Regions from separate parts of the Neogale vison genome. Here region 1 is linked to region 2. A link is a contact called in public Hi-C data. All regions are on one chromosome and are shown on one strand. Each heading gives the region's core, a stretch centred on a gene start, on an enhancer-like site or on the middle of the called end of the contact. The rest is flanking DNA. Distances are from core to core; before and after follow the strand shown.

Region 1 (5,383 bases), core at 95-2,594, 1.1 Mb after region 2:
ACTCAGATACACTCCTTGCTTCAAAGAGGCAAATAAAAGAATAATTAAAATATCCTTCACATCTATTCCTTCTTTTTTCAGCGTAGTATTTGATGCTCCCAGGTAGACATCTTGAGGGGAACACAGGGAAAGAGCTAGGCCCAGGGGGATCAGCTGAGGTGAGGAGAACGTAAATAGGTCCAGCAGATGAGTGGGATTGGCCTTGTTCTTTGAAGTCTAGAGCAGTGAGGGGTTTGGAGACTTCCGGTCCCAAAGAAGGCAGCTGTTCACACCCAGTTGTCTACTGTGGCTTAGGATGGAGGAAGGGGGCGTGGGAGCCTCTGAGGAGAGAAGGCCAGCAGCCAAGTGGGAGATCACCAGGCTTCTTAGCACAACCTCTCTTTAGGACGAGGTGGATCCCTGCCCCCTGTTGCAGACCACAGTCTGAGAACTAGGCACAGCGCAGCATGCGGGTTGGAGTCCTGGGTTTGGCTCTCAAACTGGCTACTACAAGCAGATGACCGAGAGCAAGTCTCCTCCACCTTCCAAACCCTTGGTAAAATGGTGATGAGACTTTTTGCTGTGCTTGCGTGGCCTGGGTTCCGTGGTGATGTTCATGAGATCATGTGGCATCTGAGCGCTGGGTGCATGTGAGATGCTGAGGAGGAAGAAAAGGCTGCATTTTGCCTCCTCTGGAGTTCCTCATGACAGGATTATGCTGATGGAGGGCACATCAGATTGACTCACACATAACCGACAGGAAAATGGGCATAGTTTTCACTTCACCCAGTTTCCAGGCCCGGAACTTAAACCTCCCAATGAGAATCAGCTAGCATTAGCAAGTTTTCCTGGTGGCAGTGGCGGGATGGGGGGCGGGGAAGAGGGGAAGCTGAGGCAGGATAGGGAAGGGGATGATCCTATGCCAAAGATCCATGCCTGGAAATGAATGTTACTGAAGTGAAATCTGCTTCAGGTTCCCACTTGGTAAGGCAAATAGCTCACACTGACTCACCATGCGCCCCAGGATGTGTGCATGGGGCGGGGGGCGGGGCACATCCCTGCTTCTGTCCCAGCCTCAATTTCTCCATCTGTAAAACAAGATACTACTTCCCAACAGCTTGAAAAGGCGTGGGGGTTCTTCTCACCCACGGGGAGATTTGTAAAGATGGGAGGAAAGAGATGGGAAACTCCAGCCTCTCACCGTCCGGATCCCCAGATCCAGGACTCTTAAAACCAATAGTGGAATCCACCTCTGGGCAGTGGAAGGAGAGAACTAGAGGATTCCTGTCGTCCGTGAGTGTGCTCGCGGGACAGAGGGCTTTTAAATGAATCACTTTGTATCTAGCAGGGCAGCACCTGCTCCTCAGCCTCCAAAGGCAGCACGAGCAACGCGATCATTCACAAGCTGCCGCTTTCCATTCACGTCTATAATTAGCGCGCGGGCTGCAGCAGCTCTGGAACTGCGGGAAGGGCTTTGGGGCGGGGCCTATCCCGTAGCTCCTCCCCCTCCCCGATCCCCCTCCCCCGTTCTCCCCGCCCACCCGGAGGCTCTGGCAGGCCCCCCGCCCCCCAGGGTGAGCTCGCCGCAGGATTCCTTCAGTTCTTTCCCGGACCCTAAGGCCTCCGTGCCCTCCCTTGGGGATCACTCTAGTGCAGTAATAGGCACCTTGGCCCTCCATCTCTAGGAGGGCAGCTATATTTAGGGTGGCATCCCCTTACCCCTCCCTCGCCCCTCCGGCCGCTCAGCCCGCCCGCTCCCGCTGCCCCTCCCAGCCACCTCTCCCTCTTTGTCGCATTACATAGTAATCTGAGATGCATTGGATGAGCTCCAGGGAACAGAATGTACTTGGCAGAGACGCGGGGCTTGATGTCTGCAAAATGTCGGAAACGCAGCCAAGAGCTGCTAACTGGGTCATTAACCTCCAAAAGCTAAGCGAGGATTGTAGGCCCGCTCTGCCTCCCTTCATCTCGCCAATAAAAGTGCCTCAGTGTGAGGGGAAGAAAAAGCCCAAGGTTGGCTGCTTTGATTTCTAGGCACCAAAGGCAGGCCCGGCCCCTCCTCCTGGCCCGGGCCCTCGGCCGCCCCTGCTGCTTGGTCCCTGTATACATGGGGCAGGCCCAGCAACACGCCTGCAGCCCTTCCTTACCGCACAGCCTCGGCCTGACTTTCTTGGATCCGGAAGGAAAAAGGAGAGTGAGAAGGTTCTAGGCCCATCTCAGGTCCCCGCAACTAGATGGAAGGGTTTTGCCAAGCTTCTACTGTAATTCTCTCCCTTCTAACTTCTTCCTTCCCTCCCACTGGCTCTGCCTTCTATGCCTCCTTCCCCTCTGGTTTTGCTCCCTTGTCCCCCTTCTGAGAGCAGGCTGTGGGGTTGGTGCTTGCCTACATGGCCTGGCTCCAGTAGAGGCCCTCCTTCACTTGCTCTGTGACCTTGGATGAGTCACCCATGTGTCTGCACCCTAATTCCTTTATATGCCACTCGTTCACAGTAATAACACCTTCCTGACCTATCTCACAAAATGTGGGGCCCACATTGGAAAGTCTCTTACCAACTGCAGAGCTCTGCTCTGTGTCACAGATACTCTCCCGGACTACCTTGACTTCTATCCTTCAGAAAGCCCCAAGTTCCAGACTTCCTCTGGACTTGAGTGTGCTCTCCTGGAAATTAGGAATGTAAAGTGGTCTCACCAGGAACTTCAAAAGTTTGAATATTTACCAGGGGATAGCCCCTAAATTCTACCCCCCCAAGCTGTCTAGCTCTCAGGATTGCCAAACAGACACTTCCCCCCAAATGTCCAAAACCACTTCTCTAGCAGCTGGATGGAGAGAGAAAGTGCTTGGTACTGAAACTAGAAAAGGTCCCACAGTTCCTCAAATGATCAGACTGCCTCACTTGTTGGAGGGAGGATAGTCGGCCTGGAGAGACCAGCAGTAGCTTATGCGATGTGTCTGGACGGCCGGGTAGTCTCAACTGATGTCCGAGACCGTGGGCACTGATACATGCCACCCCGCTTATGCTCCCTGGTGATATCCACAAAACTAGAACCAAGTCTAACAGGGCCTCCACGCCCTTTCTGCCTCATCCCTCCCTGGTCTTACTATATCTCCCTCTGCAGCCACAACAGATCTACTCTGCTCCTCACCACGCTTCCCAGAGGCCCCTGGTCCCCTGCCCTCTCCACCCAACTGCATTGGCTCAGGCTTCCTTTTTTTTTTTTTTTTTTTTTTCAAATACCTGGAAGGCTTTTTGGCTTCTCATTGCCACACATTCAAATCTTTTGCATCCCTCAAAACCAATTCTCATCTCTAGAGGTGTTGTGTTCTCTTTCTCCTTCAACTCTTCTTGGGGTCTTCCATAAGGTCTCAGTATAAGCAGCTAGCTCTGGGTCATGGCATTGATGTGATTATTGTATCCTTCTTCAGGAGGGGAGATTTCTCCATGGATAGGGATCCTTTCTTGTTGACCTCAACTCTGAAGGTTTACGCACCCATATACCCTGCTTCATCTTCCGAGTTAATGGCTATTTTGCTGGAATCATTCTTAATAGCTCCCTTTTCTCCCTTAAGTGCTCTAGTTTGGATGATATATGGTCACCTTACTAAGGGGCTCTATCCTAGTACCTTGCCCATTAATAAGACTCAGTAAATGTGGTGGGCTGCCACAAAGAGCATGTCAGAGTTATTTCTCTACCCAGGTCCTGGGGGGGGGGGGTGTGTGTAGAGTGGCGGTTCTTGGCCCTACCTTTTTTCTCCAGCCTGGAGGCATGCTCCCAAGTGTTCTTTCTCTTTCCTGGGGAAGAACTCTATAAGCACCCAGTACCATTGTCTTTTTGACACGCCTTCCATTTCCAAATGCTCTGACTCTATATGAAGTTGCTCACTGAAACTCTTCCTGTTCCTCTGAGCCCCTAAACAGTAGGACCACCACTGGAGGTTAGAAGTAGCTATCAAACTTCGGAGATGGTCATCTGGTCTGCTGGGATGACGCGCTCACTTTTAACCTCAACTGGATTTTTGGTCTTGTCCAATATCTTCCACAGTTCAACTGTTCAGCATTACCTTCAGATAGTAATGTGGTTGTCTAGGAGGAGGTCACAACCTGGAAAGCTTAGAGGTGCTTTGTTATAAACTAAGTAGTTAAGCTTCATCACAATTTTTCTCAAAAGTAAACCTCTTGGGGGTATTTGTTGACTTATTTTCTGAAATATCAAGCATCTGGAAAGAAGAGCAGGCAAGATGCCTGGCCTTGTGAATGGAGCCCCAGTGTCAGGAAGCCTGGGTCTTCTTTCTACTTCTCCTCTGACTCACTAGTTTCTGGAGGATGAATCATATGCCCTTTCTTGGCATTGGGTCTCACTTCCTTTGTCTCCCCTATAAAATGGGTGTATTTGCTGTTCCTACCACATAGGAGGGGGCTGAGGCTGGAAGAGGCTTTGGTTATTATGTAAAAATATTATTAAAAGTAGGAATGTGCTATAAGTATGTGTTTATAAGTGTGAGGCTATTTTATGGTTCTGCTTTAGTTTCTGGAACACTTCCATTCACTGAGAACAGCCTCTCAGAAACTAGAAAGAATCAGTCTTATGACAGGAGTTGGAATGAATCCAACCTGAGTGGGAGCAAGGGGCAGATGAGGAGCACACCAGCTAGCGGTCAAGAAAGGGGACAGGGAGCCAGCACAAAAAAGCAAACAGGACCATTATCAGCAGGACTCTGATGCTCGGTGGGACACTCGTATTCTCTCCTGGGGGCCGTGGGAGATCAATGGAGGCGACTGAGCAGGACCATGGCATTACCTACCATGTGTTTTGGTGAGACACATCTGTTAGGTGGAGGGATAGACTCTGGAGCTGGCCTCTGTTATATCCCAGTTTGTCCCTAAGCAAGTGGGGGCTCCCCTCCGTCTGAGCTTCAGTTTCCATCTTTGTAAAATAAATGGGTAAAATAGCCCTGAATCGCTCTAGCATGCTGTGATTCCACAGTAAAGACCATGAAGAGCCAGCTTGCCTCTGTGTGTGTGTGTGGGCACGTGTGTGGGGATGGGCGGAAGAAGTGGGCATGGAGTGACTGCTCAGTAGACACAAAGCCAGGTCTGACAGCCTCGTTCTTCAGGGAGGAAGCCTGACCAGTCTCAGCCTCTCAGGCCTGAAAGACTCCCTGTGTGTCCAGAGCCTGGAGACCTTTCTTTAGGCCCCAACACGGCACATCTGAACTTCAGGCCTGGTCAGCAGGCTCTGTCTAGACTTGTCTACTCTCTACTTCCCGGTCCGGCTGAGACAGCTGATATCTGAGGAGACAGCACTGAGGTTCCTGCTAACCAGCTGTTCTTCAAGATGCTTCAGCTCTCCCCCTATCCTGTATTAGGTCCCCAGGAAGCCTCACACCATCCACGACTACATGGCT
Region 2 (5,663 bases), core at 710-3,209:
TTCCTTTTTCTTTTTTTTTTTTAATCTATTGGGTTGTGTTTTTGTTTTCCGTGGAGTAGCTTCGAAACTCATTATTGTAACACTAGATCCATTTTTCGCCAGAGTTCCAATAACACGCATCATAAAGGCAATGCAATCCACAGTTCTCAAGACACTGACCACGGTCACTACCTCTCGCAGCGGGGTGGCCCCTAGCTCCCGCTGCCCAAGAGCGAAGCTCATTTCCGAGGATCCAACTCCCCACCCGCTCCCGCCCCGGGCCGCCGCCGCCGCCGCCTTCCCCCATTCTTACTCCCTCGAGGAGAGCCACAGGTTGCAAATCCAACCAACCTCGCAAAACGTTTTTGCAAAATCACTCACAAAGATCTCCCTTTCTCGCCCGCGCCCCCTCCTCCCTTGCCGGGTCCCTCATCCAGGGCCACAGCGTGCCCTTCTCTCCTCCCGGGTCTTGCACGTAGGAACGCGGGCTGGGGCTGTTTTTCCCCTAGCCCCTTGCAAGGACCTCGGGAACCTGAAGCCTGACGTCGTCTACTCTCCGGTCTGCAGTTGTCTTTTTACAAAGCTCGCACCATGGGAAAAAATAAAACAAAATTAGGAGAGGCGGGGGAACAGCCATTGGGAGCTAACACCGAGTCACGCAGCGCCCAAAACACAAACACCGCGACCGCCAGAAATCCCGCCACCTTCCCGCTCGGCTGGGCCGTCCTGTGAAGGTTCCCAGAGTCCCCGCACGCTAAACAGCACCGCAGGTGCAAACGCGCACCCCTTTGCCACCCACCCCCCAAATCCCTGTCCCGCCACCAGTCTCTCCCCTCAGGATGAGGAGAGGGAGCGCGCGGGGGTTCCCGACTCCCTTGACTGCAACCAAGAAAGAATAATTTTCAAAGTATTCAACATCCCCGCCCCCAGGCAAGCTAAACCTCCCCCAAAACACAGGGTAAGGGGACACCAAAGGGGTCCACCAAAGGGGACACCAGAACACTCGGATCTCGTTAGGAAGACCGCGGATCTAAAAGGAAATAGTAGAAACGATACTTCAACTGGGCTTAAGGGGGAGGAGGGGGGAGAAAAACAAAACCCGAGGAGTTCGCTTGCATTTTTCCTCCCAAATCTCGGCTCGGAGGCAGGGAATCTAGAGGAGCGAGGCCGGTGGAAGGGAGCCAGCGGGGCGAGCGAGCGGGCAGCCTCCCTCCTCGCCTCCCGGAGTCACCAAGAAGGACGGGAGAGGAGAAGGAAGGAGAGGCGAGGGAAAGGAGGAGGGAGGGAGGGAAGAGGAGGCAGGAGCGAGGGAGCGAGGAAGGCAGTTTGCAAGCGAGAAAAGAGGGAAAAAACACAGCCGCCCGAATCCAGCGAGATCACAAGCCGTACGCAAGCAGCAGCAGAAAGAGCGAGAGCGCGAGCGCGCGTCCTCTCCGTCGTCTGGGGCCAGACAGCCCCCAGACTTGCCCGGAGCACCCCCCGAACACTGTCTCGTCCTCTCGGCTCCGGCCGCCCCCTAATTCCCCTCCTTCCTCTCCTCCACCTCCTTTTCCAAAACCAAAACAACACAAGGGAGGGTGGCAAAAGCCTCCCCAAACCGGCCGATTCACTCAAAGACAACAAGAATAAAATAACAAATATATAAAAATCTATATCCTAGAGTGGGAGAGACGTGGGACTAATCTTCGGCATTTATTTTAACACCTGACAGCTAGAATAAATAAATATATACATTTATATCAATAGATACACATAGGAAACTTGGAGCCAAAGCATTTGGCAAGAGCGGAAAAAAAAAGAATTAAAAGGTAAAATAATGATCATGAGCAGCGGCGGCGGCAGCGGCACCAGCGGCACCAGCGGCGGCGGCGGCAGCAGCAGCAGCGGCAGCAGCAACAGCAATAATCACCTGGTGTCCGGCCTTTCCTAGAAACTTCTTGCATCACCACTTCTAAGAACCCCAGTTCTAAGAATCAACAGAGCTCAATTCTCGGAATTTGAGCTGCGGACTTTACCACTGCTACGAGGCAGGGGAGGACTCGGTGTCAGCTCTCCGGGACTTTTGCCTCTCTTAGCCCATGGAAAGCCCTCAAAGCCACAATATTTTTCCAGTTCCCAGAAGATTTCGAGGTCCTCAGCTGCGGAGCGTCTCGGATTCGGAGGTTCCGGTTCGAGGCTCGAGGGGCCAGACGGCGTCCCTCCCTCCCGGGGCCCCGCACGATGGTACAGTCTGCTCCGCCAGCGTCACGTGGGCGCCCCCTCTGTGACGTCGGCGTCTTCGCTGTAGCAAAGCTCGGCCTCTGGAATTCTGAGAACTAATTTGCTATTCGGTGACATAAGAGGGGGAGTGCGCTTTGCTTTCCCGGGGTCTGGGGCTAATTCCTCCTCTCTTACCCATAAACTCAGCTACTCGAGCTAAATACACAAAAGGGAGAGAGAGGTTCGACCCGTTGGAAAAAGTCTGTTATATATAGTAGCTTTAGAGGCGAGTAAGAGAAAAAAACAATAAACACCACAGCTCTTTCCAGCTAGAATATTAGGCACCACGAGAAAAATATTTGCCAAGCAGTTTTCGGTGGGTTCATTTGCTTTATTTTATTTGGGACGTCTTTCGGTTTTCTTTTGTTGTTTTTTTTCCTTGTTGATGTGGTGGCTTGGGATTTTTTTTTTCCTTTTTTTGGTGGTTGTATTTTGATGATTTTCGGATTTTTTTCTTCTTCTGATTTTTGCCTTTTGCAAGTTTGTGGTGTTACGTAAATACTAGGATCCCGCGTCGGTTGGATTTTGTTTTGTGTGTGTGTGCTTCCCACCCCCACTTTCTAATCGCTCAAGCGCTTTAAAGAAGATGTGTTATTTTAATATTGAGACTATTGAGAGCGGCTTCAATTTTTGATCGCATGTAACAATCCCAACCCCCACTTTTTTTGGGGGGGGGTGCAATTTTCTTTTTCCCTTGGACTTTTTTTTCTTTTTTTTTACTGAGAGGAGGCTCTCCTGCACTTGAGGGACATGTTCAAAGGATTTGTTTTGGTTTGGTTTATTTCTTTCCAGGACAGCAAGTGGTGGGTTTACTCTTTCTGTTATTGTTGACTGTTCGGACATTTCTTGTTGAAAGAAACGTGTGTGTGTTTGGGTATGTGTACGCGTGTGTTCTACCAAATTAGGTGAACCAAATACATGTTTGTGTTTTGCTTTTTCTTAAGGTCTCGATCCCCCGCGCTCCCCCCCACGCCCGGCTCGTTTCAAGGTCGTTGTAAAAAAATCTCTTCTGTCTGTGTTTAAGAGATCAGCCGGAGGGAATTCTAAAGGCCTGCCGTGCCAGTATCACAGATACTGCGTGTGTTTAGAACAGCCTGTGCTACAACTACAGCGCGCGGCACGCAGCACAGGCTCCTTAGCTCCCGAGCTCACTTGGGAGGAGGAGGAGGATAAGTGGGGGGAACTCTTTCTTTTCTTTCTTTCTTCCTTCTTTCCTTTCTTTTTAAAGGCAAATGCAGTGCGGAATCATTTCACTGCGGGCCTTGGTTTGTTTATTCAGAACTGCCAGTTTCCCTATTTAAATGTTGGTTGGGGTTTTTTCCCCTCCTACTCATCCCCGAATGAGGGAGACTCTTGTTTCTTTTATGTCTCTCTCTTAAAAAAGGGTGTGAGGGGAAAATAATATTTCAGATTCCTCAAGAATTAACCCAAAATGTTTGGACCAGAAGCAGCTTTCAAAGGTCAGGCTGTTCTGAGCCTTGGCTATGAGAGTCCTTCAGGCGACTCATTAAATTACAGATGAGTTCTTAAAGGTTCCACAAAATTTCTGCACTTGTTAATTTCCAAAAAAGATATGTCCCAAAATACTCTACCTCTCCCAACCTTAAATTTGGGTTTAAAATGGAGAAGTGAGCAGAGCTACGAAAGATTACGGGCTGTTTCTTGGGATATTTGGGATCTCTTTCCCTGGAAAAGTCCGTAAGAAGTTCAGATCTGTTGCTGAAAATGTTATTGTCAGTGCACCCCTCCCGCCGCCACCACTTTTAAAAGGCCGTGTTGGGAATTTTAGATCCAGAAGAGGTCCAAAGGGGTTGATTATTTTCCACAAGTTCTGGAGCTTAGAAAATATGCCTAAGTGTCTGTTCCTATGAAATCTGAATATTTTAATACTTATTGACAGATGGATTACTGCAGCCTCTGCAGAAAAGCCTGTCTTGTAAAGGATTTTTGAAAAATATACATAGGCCTAATCCTGTCACTGTTGTTGAAATGAACATTTTACCCCCAAAGACACATGATATTGTCAAGTGCAGATTCATTCTGCCAGAAGGCGGACTATCTGCTTTTTTATTGTCTCCTTCCCCTCCCTTTTCAGAGTTTTAAATGAATTCCACTGGATTCAAAACGATACCCCGATTTTGCCAAAGCGATTTTCTCTGTGCATTTATATGTGTGATATTTTTTTATCATTGAGAGTAGGAAGAACTTCAAGTTTTCTCAGGTGTATCTGTATAGGGTTTGGAATGTGAAATGTATGGCTCTGCTCTGTTATTGATCCTATGATGGAGTTACTTTTATGATTTTTGGTCACTTTTCTAATCAAAGTTGCCACCGTGCCTCATTGGTCCATTGCCATCGCCCCCCACCACCCCAACCTTAAACACGGTTTGTCCCTCCTGCGTTCTCTTTGCCACTTCAATCTTAGCCCCATGGGGGCGCTGCAGAGCAGAGGGAAATCTGCTCCCACTGGCAGTAGAACTAGCCAGAATGGGGGCTGGGAAGGAATTCACCTTTCTTGCACCTCAGACCTTTTTAATTCTTTGCAGGCAGCCCTTGGAAGGAAAACCCACCAGGTCTAGTTTATAGACAATTAACCCCACCACCACGGAATTCAAACCTTCTCAGCACATTATTTCTGGAATCAAGTGCCAGAGTCCCACATTTCTACGATGGTGGTTTTTTGTTTTTGTTTTTTTAACCAAATCAGTGTTTACATTGAAAGAAATTGATCAGAAGGGCACTGTTAAAAGGAAAAAAATATTGAAAATATTCGAAAGATAGAGACTTTAGGTAGATCCCTTTCTCTCTACCGAATGAACAGTGAGGAAAATTGTGCACCCGTCTCTCAATCTCCTTTCAAATCCTGGGAACATAACTGTCGGATTTTATATCAGTTGAATTTCTTCCACCTTGTCCTCCTTTCTCTCATTCTTGATCTCTCCCCATCAGTAGCCAGTTGGCATCACTGTGTGGGCTCCCTTACTCCAGCAGTGCTATGTTACAGGATTAAAGAAAGGATTGACTTAAATATATTCAAATTCTTTAAAATCAACCTTAAGAAGCTCTAAGGAGTGATTCTGTGTCTGGGGTCTTATGAGTGATTTCTGCAGACTCAGAGGGACCATGTATTACCCAGTCCTGTTATTTAATGATCACTGGCTAGTAATACTCAGAATAGAGGACCAGGCCATTCCCTTTGCCCAGTGGACTGGGCATAGTACTAGGTTCCTGAACGCAGCTGCTGGGTAAATATAAGCTTTGTTACAAATAAAATAGCCTGGTCCTAATACTACATCTATTTAAGGAAAGGGACAGATTTTATATCCAGTTCCCCATAATTCAGTCATAGCTGAAAAGGAAGCTGTCCTTGGAATAAATACTGTCTTGTCCTCTTTTCAAGGGGGCTCCAAACAGGAAGTCGGTTT

The links. A called contact is a pair of places that touch in the nucleus more often than the background predicts.
Region 1: a Hi-C map of muscle shows a contact between it and region 2, with 20 times the contacts expected there. The contact joins the enhancer-like site here to the promoter of BCL6 in region 2. A contact is called at or near these places in 2 of 3 Hi-C or Micro-C datasets (muscle and tongue).

What each region holds. Positions count from the first base shown.
Region 1 is chr6:111,245,632-111,251,014 of ASM_NN_V1, forward strand. No RefSeq gene overlaps it. Among named protein-coding and RNA genes, the nearest start is that of TPRG1, 210 kb to the right of the region's middle. Within about 2 kb of position 1,345, the one cell type or tissue checked has open chromatin away from gene starts, as enhancers often do.
Region 2 is chr6:110,161,614-110,167,276 of ASM_NN_V1, forward strand. It overlaps BCL6 (B-cell lymphoma 6 protein), which reads right to left and starts at 1,960. Exons shown (of 9, transcript XM_044251971.1): 1 at 1,889-1,960.